Linked DNA regions of Pan troglodytes: region 1 is linked to region 2. The links are chromatin contacts, called in public Hi-C maps. All regions are on one chromosome and are shown on one strand. Each heading gives the region's core, a stretch centred on a gene start, on an enhancer-like site or on the middle of the called end of the contact. The rest is flanking DNA. Distances are from core to core; before and after follow the strand shown.

Region 1 (5,980 bases), core at 731-3,230, 210 kb before region 2:
CCTAAGCCAAAAGAACAAAGCTGGAGGCATCACGCTACCTGACTTCAAACTATACTACAAGGCTACAATAACCAAAACAGCATGGTACTGGTACCAAAACAGAGTTATAGACCAATGGAACAGAACAGAGCCCTCAGAAATAATGCCACACATCTACAACCATCTGATCTTTGAGAAACCTGACAAAAGCAAGCAATGGGGAAAGGATTCCCTATTTAATAAATGGTGCTGGGAAATCTGGCTAGCCATATGTAGAAAGCTGAAACTGGATTCCTTCCTTACACCTTATACAAAAATTCATTCAAGATGAAAAACTACTCATTTATCAAACTTTAGAAATTCTTCGTATCACACTTTTCCTGTTTAATCCACTGTGCGGTTTTGATCTCTTAAGGCGACCCTAACTGATACATATGTTTAATATTTTTTTCTTAGCAAGCCAGTCATTGTCTTAAGTCTGTGTGGTGGGTCTCTGCCTCTGTGGAGGGACACAGTGGGCTCTCAATAAGTAACCATCTCCTAGAAGACCCTTCAATTTGTGTCAGTGTTGTTGGGAGGCCTTACAAGGGTGACTGTAGGGCTTATTCCCTACGGGGTATAATCAGATAGTATCTGTCTTTTAAGTCTTCCTTCCTTCTTTGTCTCTTTTAAATATTTCTCTCTTTCACTTTTCCTTCAGAATATGTGTTTTTTTCTTAGCGTTATTTATGCTAATCTCTCACCATATTATGACAACTCTGTGCCTCATGGAAGATATGAGTTTACCCAGGACAAGGACACTGACTTGTCTTTCCGAGGTTGAAGACCACTCCCTCAGGAATTTCCTCTGCCTTTCTTCATTCACCTGATGGGGACCCCTTAGCATGTTTTGGGGAGTAGACTGGTTGCTGTTATCAGACAGACTCTCCAATAAAAGGAGAAATAGATGTTCAGTGCTGTTCCAGATTACAGAGATCCTTCCAATGAGGGTATGACCCAAAAAGGCATACTTTGTATGAACAAGAAGAACTTTAAAGCAAGGGAAATCTTTAAAATGTAGAGAATTCCCTATGATTCTGGGTATTCCAAATGTTCATCACCCCTCTTTGAGGCCTCAGTTGGGTCCAGCACTTGATTGTGCTGTAAATGTGGATTGTTTTCCTCCCTTGCTGTCTTTACTTAGCAGCTTGGCTCCATTATGACAAAGGGCAAGTAGATTGATGGAACTTGGGGCAGTGCTGGGCCCTACTCAACAACTGCAGAGAAGTCTGGATGACCATATTCTACATGCACTCACCATTGCTTTCCTTCAGACTGACCATTTCCTTTCCGTTGCATTATCCAAATATACCACGTTGTTGATTCCTCAGCTCCTTAAGATTCTGTTCAAATATCACCTATTCAGCAATGCCTTTTTTGGTCACCTTATATAAAATTGCTCCCCATTTTCCATCTCTAAACTCTCCTTTCTTCTTTCCTGCCTTCTTTCTTTATTAGGCCTTATCACCTCACACATAATACATTGTGTTTTCTCTTTCTTTACTTTTTTAGTGTATGAATTCCTGCAAAACCATGTATTAAATAAAATTTTTGTGTGCTTTGTTCGCTGTTATTTTTCTAACATCTAGCATTGTGTCTGGCACACAATAATCCTGAATGAATGTTTTTTGAATGAAAAAATTGATTACATGGATGCATGAATTAACAAATGTTAGTTTATTCTGTATACTTACTCCTTGATTTAGAATTTTTACACAATGGTTGCTAAATCCAGTAAGGTCATAGTTCGTTCTTTAGATCATTCAGTGTTGGACTCACTCTGCACCAGTGTCAGATGACCTAATTACATGTTCAGGAGGGAGACCACGACTCGAAGAATGCACAGCCTGAGTTACACAGGATGGTCTTTGGATCAGGCTGCTCTACCCTGATTATTCCCCTAGGGGGAGACAGAGGTCTAAGCACTCTGTAAGTGTATGACTCCTAGAATCTATGAAAAGAGCACTGCAGATTTCAGGAAGGCTGGTTATGGGGCATCTCCAATCTGTCAGAGGAGCTGGTAATTATGGAGACACTATACCTACATGTAAGAGGATGCCTGGAAGAGAAGTTGCCTGGAGCATATTTAATATGAGAGACTCGAATTGAAACCTGTTTAGCCAGAACCAATGATTTGAATTCACAACCTTTCCAAAGGGCCCCTGGCTGTGTTGTTGATTCTCCAGTGGTTTGTGTCCCAACGTTTCCTGGCATTACCTAACCTGGATTCTGGTTGACAGCTCCTGATTGGTGCCCTCTGCATATATATTGTCAGGATGTGGAATCCTGAAGTCAGCGCCTTGCCTTCTCTTGGGCTTTGAAGCATTTTTGTCTGTGCTCCCTGATCTTCAGGTCACCACCATGAAGTTCTTAGCAGTCCTGGTACTCTTGGGAGTTTCCATCTTTCTGGTCTCTGCCCGTAAGTAAATATTCTTACCTGAACATAAGTTTTGTGGGAATATATATAAAATATCTCCTCTAAAGATGCGGGCTTATGGTTGCTTAGAATGTGCTTTTTTACCTCTCCTAACTTGTTCTATCACCATTTTGACTGACCGTTCAAGATGGAGATGGTTATCCTTAGGCTCTTCTTAGTTCAGTCAGATCTTACTTCAATAATACCTTGGAACCCAAGTTTATTGTTACTGTTAGTAAAATATGTTCAAGAAGGTAATCAGAGGTTTATTTCAGGAAAGGAAAAATGACCACATATTAGGTTTTTATTGGTTTTCATGGGTTTTATCTTATCTGTGCACTTGTTCTTCCTCAACTGGTACACCAAGGACTGAGGGTCTTCCACTGTAAAGTCTGGAATATTGTCCATATTCTCTCTTACCTCCATCCTCCAAACTGGTATTCAGCTAACATCTTAATTTTTCCTTCTTCTCTTTCAGAGAATCCGACAACAGCTGCTCCAGCTGACACGTATCCAGCTAGTGAGTCTGCACTTGAATGTCATCTCTTTCCTGCAATAACCATTTTCCACTTCCAGCCTCATGTCAAACAGCCAGTTTCCATGTGGATAGTCTTTGTTATAAGGAATCCTAAGCAAAAGTCTGTGAAAGCTATATTCCTGATTTTCAAATTCACCACAAACATAGTGAATCTGTGTATTTCTTATACATTCTTAGAATATATGAAATATAGGCCATAGACTTATACAAATGTGGGCTTATTATTCATTGTTTTCCAGCATAAGGCACAAGAGCATGAGGTCTGATGTTGTAGCCTGAGAATTTTTGAGAGATGCCTCTAATAAATGGAAGGACTGAATATATAGCCAGTGTCAAAAAGAGACCAGTGGGTCTCAGAATTTGAAGTGATATGAAAATAAGTCCATTTGGATCACAAGTGAGGGTGGTGTGTGGGATGTGGAGTGCAGGGGTCAGGTCTAAGCTTTACTCTTTGTAATGGTCTATATTCCTTATTCCCAGGCTGATGTTTGTTTCCCTTCTCTAACCTGAAAACGAAGGTGGTAGACCAAAGCCTTTAGTCATTCTTGGGCTTCTCCCAAAGTGTTCTTCACATTCTGTACTGTGTGTGTGTTGTGCCCATGCACAAGTTAAGGGGGTCTGTCTTTATCCTTCACATCTTGGGAATTTGCATCCTTTGGTCACAAGGGCATTAGCTTTAGTCAGACCTCACATATATTTTTCCTGCCATGTGAGGCCCCATTTAAAAAATATTTTCTCTCTTAAATAAAGCCTGAGACAGCATGGATAGAGTGTGGGTTTGGAGGTGGAGCTACTTATTTGCTGAGGTGAGTCTAACTCACAAATGTGGGGCCTGACTCTTGATCCTTATCAATAGCTCTGGTGTAAGGTCTAGAGAGAGAGAGATAATTTTCAAAACTCTTACCCAGTCCCCTTTGTACATATAGTAATTAATGGGGAATTTTTTACTATTAGAAGTGTACTAATTTCTCCTGTTATATCTAATGTGGCTCTCACAATTACCTCTCTAATAAACAGAGTCCAAGCTGCCACAGAGGGTGAGACAAATATGGCTCTTTTCATTCTAGAACCTGATAGAAGATATCTTACTGCACTCTAAGACAGGAGATATGACTCTAAGATGAGATACATCTTCTTAGTCTGCCTCCTCCTTCCCTCTAGAGTTCATCCCTTTACTCATCCTCATTCATGCTACATTGGAATGTATGCTGTCTTAGGTTATTCTGTGGGACGGCATCAGAATGTCAGGCTACTAGAGATTTCCTTATTGCTTCTGAGCAGTAGTCCCTGTGAATAGGAACACTCGTGGCCTTGGTCTTTTGTGCTCATACCTGGGACAAAGTACTTGCTTGTCTCTTTAATCAGTGTCATTGCCCTTGGAGGGAAACCCCAAATTCTTTCTGTCCCAGCAAAGACAAGACAGGGAAGGATGAAGCACAAGGAAAGTAGGCAGGTAGGCTAAAGGTAAGACAGAACTGATGACAGATTTGCAGAGATGAATTCAGGATGAGGAATGTATGTCTACCCCTGGGTGGGATAAATTTTGTTCCAGAAGGAGTCAGTCTCACCTAGAGCTTTTCCTTCTAATTTCAGCTGGTCCTGCTGATGATGAAGCCCCTGATGCTGAAACCACTGTTGCTGCAACCACTGCGACCACCACTGCTGCAACCACTGCGACCACTGCTGCTCCTACCACTGCAACCACCGCTGCTTCTACCACTGCTCGTAAAGACATTCCAGGTAGCAAGACTCCTCCATCTGTGTGCTTCCTTTATGTGGCTCCTTGATTCCTTGGGTTCTCTATTCTCACAGAGACTCTATTTTTGAGGTCAGGGAGACCTCTTCTTTACATTGTTCTCTAAATCCTTGTAGTTTCTAAGTCAAGTCAACAGATAAATATCAGAGGAGTCAGGAGGTTACCTGACTCCTAGGTTACCAATATTACCTGAATGGATCTTGAAATATTGACATTTATTAAGGAAAACTCTTCCTTAGTAGAAACATCATTGGAAAGACCAAAATAAGTGTCTCCATGAAGCTAGGTAACTGCTTATTATTATTATTTTTTTAAATCAGGTAGTGCGTGTGTGTGTGTGTGTGTGTGTGTTTAAATCAGGCAATTTAAAAATCAGGTAATCAAGTAAAATCTTTGTTTCCTTTAGAGAATTTTCCCGAAGTAGAAAATAGCTTAACAATGAATGATTTTACAATCTTTCTTGAGGCAGATTATTTTGAGTGCCATTCAGGGTATTTCTGGGGTTTTGGACATTCACTGAGGATCAATGTACATTCCTCCTATTCTGGGTTCACTTTTTCTTGACCTTTAACTTTCACATAGTATTGATTACAACATTTATTCAATCGGAACATATGCCAGGAACTGTGTCATAAAATTTACATATGTATTATAATTTAAATATCACAGTCATTCTATGAAGTAAACATTTTAAAGATGAGGAAATGGAAGAGTTGCAATGAGAAACTTTCCTTTGAGCACACAGGCAGAAAGAAAAAGGAAATTGCACTCAAACAAATGGAGAGTTACAATGAGAAACTTTTCTTTGAGCACACGGGCAGAAAGAAAAAGGATTCAAATTACACCCATGCAATCAAAGTCCCTAAGAAATTTTCTTCAGATATTGCTTTATACTTTTTCATGTCTGAATCAGTGCTTGGAACTCTGTCAATAATCTGTAAAGTAGACTGTGAGTGAGAAAATGGCTTTTCTCTCTTACCAGAAGAAGGCTGGATCTCTGTGCCATATTATAGGAAAACTCATACGTATTGACTTTCTTCTAGTTCTCTCTAAAGTTCCAACCTACCTGGGCTTCCGTCTAGGGCTATATTTCCAAAATCTTTAAGGACAGAAATTGGTTGTTTATCTTCCCGTAATTACAATCCCATGTTCCTTTCGAATCCCCTGAGTTTAGTTGACATTTGACACTTGTTAGTTCCCTCAGATTCTGAAGAATAAAGCCACATCCTTCATCCTTTGTCGAAGCCCCTTG
Region 2 (6,234 bases), core at 3,394-5,893:
AAAATATTTATATCTCAAAGGAGCAGAGACGAAATTTGCAGTGATAAGTTTTTTAAAGAAAATAGTCTAAGAGAAAAGGGGCCATGGATGTAGAGCTAAGAAGAAGCCTATTTAAGGCTTAGTCTGGCTGAGGGCAACATTAAGGCCTTCTTGGTCAAGGTCTCAGATGATCCGTGACTCAGTGGAAGCAGCTCTGTTTTGAATGTTGGTCTTTCTGACTTCTAGACACAGCTCCTTTTTCAGTTACTCTATAGCCTGGTCCTGTTACTTAATCTTTCTTAGCGTATTTTAGGACAGATGAGAGTAACAGTAATGGTCTAGCTCCTTCATAGGTCGAATGGATCTAATCTCATCAGATCAGATTGCTTTGTAAATTAAAGGTGTTATGCTGTTGTCCTGCAGGGAGGGGCTGAAATTATTCTATTTTCTTAAGCTGTGGGAACTCTTGGGCTCTGTCTCAGACCCTTCAAGTGTATTTTCTTCATTCTGAGAGATTCTACTTGAGCATTTGTCTGCCATTCATGAGTGAGGGAAGACTCCTTCAGATCTTATCCAACCTTGCAATTTCATATAAGGGAAGACTGAGTTCTTGAACAAGGAAGGAACTTGCCTTCGGACATACCTGAGCAATAGCAGCAGAACCTAGGACTCCTGCTTCTTTTCACTACACAATAATGCATAAAATATTCACTGATAAGCCAAGCCCTTTCGCTCAGGAGCAGCTCTAAGTGCACTCCCTAGGAAGCCACCTTTACTCTGGGACTAATATTTCTATTACACTCCACGCACTGGTTGTTGCCTTGACAGTGCTAAATTATTTCTGATGTCAGTTATCCAAGGTTGCCTTTCCCATGTCTCTGTGCTCCTCTGGGGCCTTGGACATCCAGAGACAGGGCAGACTGGCCACCCAGAAACAGGATTGCTTTTTTGAGTTCTTGTATACTGATCTCTGCTTATCTGCTGTGGTTTGTTTCTTCATCTCACAGATGAGAGTGAAGATTTGATAATTCTGGGGCCCTGATAAAAGAACTGCAGCAGTCTGGGCAGGGTGACCCAGAACTTGATCCCAATAGTCCCCATGGGTTAATCCCAACCTCTCTTCCCCCGCCACCATCTCAGGAGGTCAGGCAGTGAGGTTGCTGACGTTGGTGTGGGGGTGGGAGTGGGATTTTGAGCTTCCCTCCCTGTCAGCTGGTGTCTGTTTTCATGGCAGATGGTGGGTGGTGACGTGGCCCTATTGTCCTTCCCTGCCTGCCCTGGAGGGAGATTTCCTTTGCCAACAAATGTGCTATACTTCCAGAGGAAATGGCATCTGCCTCTGAGGGCACGTCCAGAAGGCATCTCTAGCATCTCCATTGCCTCCCTTGGCCTGAAAGCAACTCTAGGCTCCTTTAAGTCACAACGAGTAACCTGTTGTTCTTAGTTGGCTGGAAGGGCTATAGCAAATGAGTGAATTTAACCTTCCTCAGGAGGCACTAAAGTTAGACATCAGCATGGACTTTTTAAATATAAGGATGATTAGATATGACTTAACAAGGTAAAACATTTGAAATAAATTGATAATCATGGCCGCTTTCCCACTCCATGCTCTTCGTCTCGGGTACCTGTCCCTGTCCCAATACTGTGATATTTCCCTCTAAGATTGCACAGTAGCAATCCTACCTTTAGATAGTGGAAAATGGAGAAATAGAAAAATGGATGCCTTTCTGAATCTTCAGTAGTGCTTAAATTTTAACATGCATCAGAATTGCTTATGTGCTTATATTTGTGTGGGAAGGGTATAGGAGAGCTTGCAAAGAAGCATGTTTCGGGCTATGTCAGCAGATTCATAGTAGGCATGGCTACCTTAGGGTATGCATTTTGTGTGTGTGTGTGTGTGTGTGTGTGTTTGTGTGAGAACCTCCATGATAGTAAATTTAAATAGTTATTTTCTATAGTTTTAGACGGAGGTTTTTCATTTAACAGACAAGAAATGTTTTGGAGGAGGAAGAAATAGAGAAAAGGTAGGAAGACTCATTGCTGTGGGAGGGCAGATGAAGGAGGCAAGAGACATACAGTTAGATAAGAAAAGAAAAGGGTCGGGGGACTCTGGGAATTACAGAGTGCAACTACTTGTGCAGAAGGATGTTCTGGAGACTAAATGATAAAAGGTGAAGTGAAGGGATTTGGCAGTCTCATCTAATGTGGGAAGTAATCGGGATGTCGAGCCCCTTCAGAATGATGCTATGACATTGTTCTTTGGATTAAGCTAAACTAAAATGAAAACAGTGCTCTGCTGAATGGAAGCTGTTTAATGTAGAAGCTAAAACTTGGAGCTTTTCTTCAGGACCACACAGGTTATAGGGCCTTGAGATATCCCTGCTCCTAGGCAGCTACTAGAATAATATTAATAATGACAATAATAGTAATTTATATTTATAGAATGGTGGAACGGTTAGGATATTAGGATATCCATTTGGTTACTGAATCAAAGAAATTCAAAATAGTCATTGTGTAACACAGCAGGTTATTTTTCCCTTATACGATGTCTAGAAAGTGTGATCAGGAATGATGGGGTAACTACACGGTTATCAGAGACTCAGGATCCTTCTGTCTATTTTTTTGCCATCTTAACATGAGGTTTTTATTTATCTTTCAGATGGCTGTCCTAGATGCTTCTCTCATAGTCACATTCCAGGTGGTGTGCAGGATAGAGACTGGGGGTAGGGGTGGAGAGAGGAGAGGCACAAGCTTGCTGTATAAGAGCATAAGCTGTAATTTACTGTATACCAGTGGCCTGAACTTAGGCATACATAGCTGCGAGGGGGCTGAGTGGCCCTACGTCTAGCTTCACCTTATATTCTACATAAGAAACAAAAAAATAGATATTGAAGACTGTCAGTGATCTTTCCCACAAGCAGGTTATAGTTATCTAAGATCTAACACATGAATCATATCTTCTTAGAGTGAGACAAGTAAGATGGTTACTAGTATTTCCATTTTCAGCTGAGAAAACTAGGAATATAAGTGGTAAGTGGCTGAGTTTGGCTTGGAATTCAGATCTTTTGATCAGGTATGTCCTGTTCTTTCCACTATGTTAGGATGTTTTCCACTAAAGTAATGTGAAGGTAGAACTCTCCTGACCTTCCTGATTGTTCTCAGTAACCGAGAACAACTCACATTGCTCTGGCACCTTCAAATTTAGTCAACCCCCGCTCTTCTCTCCTCCCTATCCTAGTTCATTCTCCCATCCCTCTATGCTTGATTAAAGAGAAGTTTCTAGGTCCCTTGCTTTGAGCTCAACAGCTGCCAGGAATAAGAGGGCTATACTTTGTGGCTATTTTAATACATGTTTTGGGAGCAGTCTCTCAGTTTAATCCTTGACAGATAAACTAACAGTAGAGAGATTGGGAGTTATTTGCGAAGACTTGCTGGCTGTAGGAGATTGGGCCGTTGTTAATCTTTTCAGCTGAGGTTGAGGGAGCCCATTTTAATCAGAATTTGTGCAGGAATAATCCTTTCTTTAAATTCTGACCCAATCCTTCCAATAATTACAATGAGGGCAGTGCTCTTTGGAAGCCAATGTGTTAATATGGCATTTAAAGGGATAAAACAGGCCGACTGAAATACTACCATAAGAGTACCTGACAAGGGCAGTACCCTTGATTACTTAAGGTTTCCATGACTGAAGGAGTCTAGAAGTTACCATCCTTCCAGTTGTGTCTGGGGACTTATTTGAAGTTATCTCACATGTGATTTTGGAAAAGGAGAACGAAAATAAAAATAATCATGACTTTCTAGAAAATTTTACTCAAAGAAAACATAAAAAAGAAGCAAAGATAATTTGTATACAGATCTATAGAGAGGACTTCTTATGATGGAACCACTGAGTAAATGCATAATTGTGTTTGGGTGGGGAGAGAAGAGATCCCTCAGATATACGGGAAGAGACCAAGTAGATTAATTCAAGATGTTTGAGAAACAGATACCAAGATATAAATTAGACAACCAAGAGAAGTTTGTGGGAAGAAATGCCTATGACAGACAAAGGAAAGAGAGTATGAGTAGCCAGGGACAGCCTTCAGATCATCCTGCCGGTCTGGTACCTATAAAAGCAGAGGAGAAGGAAGAAGGATCGTGCAGAAAAGGACCTGAAACTGCAGCATGGTTCTAAGACAGTTTCAGGCATGCCAGTGGGGAGGCTCTGAGTCAAAATTGTCTGTTGGAGTCCCGCATGCTATAGGACCTGTGCTGTGCTGAGTCATTGGCTGGGAGCAGCACAGGGGTAATGTGGCCTCCCTGCATATACAGTGGCACATCCAAGAGGGGCCAAACTGGACTTGTCAGTCAGTTATGCTCTCTGCAGTAAGTTTTCTTGCAGAAGATCTATGTAGTGTAGTTCCATGGCCATCACACGAGGGTTCTCTGCTGTTTGTCTTTGCGGAATTTCCTTCCTTACCTGGGCTTTAGTTTCCTTATTTATAAATCAAATTGGTTAAGGCTAGATGATCTTTAGGGCTTATGCATCTCTTTCATTTTCTAATTTTGCAAAGACTCCCAGCCTTTGATCCCCAAACGGTGGATGTGTGTGTGTTGGGCAGGGAATGCAGGCAGTGGGGGAGGTTGTCATGGAGAGAAATGGATTAATGGCCAGGAGGAAAGACAGATCACTGTCAGGTGCCTTCTTTCTGTCTGAGCCTGCCCCCTTTTTCTGTGCTCCAACCTGGGCTGAGGGCTGGGCTGGCCACAGCTTCAGCCTAATCTAATCTAGTCTATCAGAGAGGTAATGAACTATAAAAGTGTGGATTCAATTACAATTAGAGGGGAGTTTTGTGTTGGCTGGAGTCTGGTGCTAGCCAGAGAATAGAAACTCAGGCAGCGCTGAAAGGCCCATCTGTGCTAGCAAGGTCTGCCGTTAGGGGCTGGGCAAAACCTTACCAAACACAATGAGGAAAGAACGGTACCCCTATCAATAATTTTCTTTTAAGGAGAAAAAGTATTCACTCTTTAGATTTTGCCTTTTTTTCATGACAAGGTAAGAGGAAATGATTTCTTTCTTAGGTTGTCTTACCCTCATTCTCTGGGTAGAGCCCAAATATACCCAGAGCCTCCATGAATCTGACTTTTCCTTCTCTATCAAAGTCTCCTGGATCCTCCACTTCAGCCCTCCTCCCTTCTCTTCCTAAACGGTAAAGATTGAGGCAATGGGTAGCCTGTCCTTTGGATTTTGAGAAAAGTCTCAATCTGTCGGAAGCCCTACAAAGTCTGCCACAGAGCTTCCTGAGCACTCATTTGCCCTTTATATCTGTCAGAGTGTAGTCTACGTTTTTACTCATTTTTCAAGGTTCAGGGAAAGGATATTTGCTCAGAATGCACCCTCAGAAGGCTCTTAAAGAATCGTGATTTTTTTTTCCTGAGCATCCATGGCATTTTGTAACTCTCAATGAGATCTATCATATTCTGCCTTCCTTTAGAGATATTTACATACTTATTTTACTCATTTTTAGTCTTTTTTACTCAATTGTAAGCTGATTTCAATGATTTTTTTTTTTTTTTTTTACTACTCTCTGCATCCTCTGTACTGAGCCCATCTTTAACCTGCATTTAATTGTCATTAAATACAGGTTTACTGAGAATGATAAATACATATTTGAGAGGGGTTGTTTTCTCTGTTCTCTTTTGCTTCATTGTTACCCTTCTTTCTTGTTTCTTTGGCTAGTTTTCCTTTCCAAAGAGCACATTGAGCAAGACAATTAAAAACAGTAAATTTTTTAAAATGAAGTTTTTTTCTTCTTCTTTTGCCATGCTATTTGCTCTTCTGCTGTTCCTTGACCCAACTATAATTGTTCTTACCTGAGCTACTTTAATTTAAAGTATCAGTGTGGGGAGCCCCACAGCAATATGTGGCTTTCCTGAAATTCTGTATAAATTTAGACAAGACTTTCTCAGTATTCATCCACTCATATGCCAATGTGTTAACATTATTTGTATATACTTTTTTTAAATTTTTAACTTTTGTTAAACAAGTGGTATGAGGTATCCTTCATCCCAGCTGTTCCCCTTACTAACAATATAATCTCGGGCATACAAGAGTTCTCTGTGTCTCAGTTTCCTTATCTGTAAAATGGGTAAAATAATTTTATCTTTGTTATAGATCTGTTGTGAATATATTGTGCATAGCAAATGATATGTATTTGCCTTTTTATTGCTATTATAAAAATTATTAAAAGCAAAATCTTTTTAAAAAACTATGAT

The links. Hi-C and Micro-C count contacts between places; a contact is called where the count stands out from the background.
Region 1: a Hi-C map of induced pluripotent stem cells shows a contact between it and region 2, with 2.0 times the contacts expected there. The contact joins the promoter of MUCL1 here to the enhancer-like site in region 2. A contact is called at or near these places in 3 of 7 Hi-C or Micro-C datasets (induced pluripotent stem cells and stem cell-derived neural progenitor cells).

What each region holds. Positions count from the first base shown.
Region 1 is chr10:40,997,958-41,003,937 of NHGRI_mPanTro3-v2.0_pri, reverse strand. MUCL1 (mucin like 1) reads left to right here and starts at 1,980. Exons shown (of 4, transcript XM_016924805.4): 1 at 1,980-2,437; 2 at 2,913-2,954; 3 at 4,566-4,712. The coding sequence starts at 2,380.
Region 2 is chr10:40,793,815-40,800,048 of NHGRI_mPanTro3-v2.0_pri, reverse strand. No RefSeq gene overlaps it. Among named protein-coding and RNA genes, the nearest start is that of NEUROD4, 40 kb to the left of the region's middle. Within about 2 kb of position 4,643, at least 3 of the 24 cell types and tissues checked have an H3K27ac peak or open chromatin away from gene starts, as enhancers often do. A contact at or near this core is called in induced pluripotent stem cells, where this site is marked.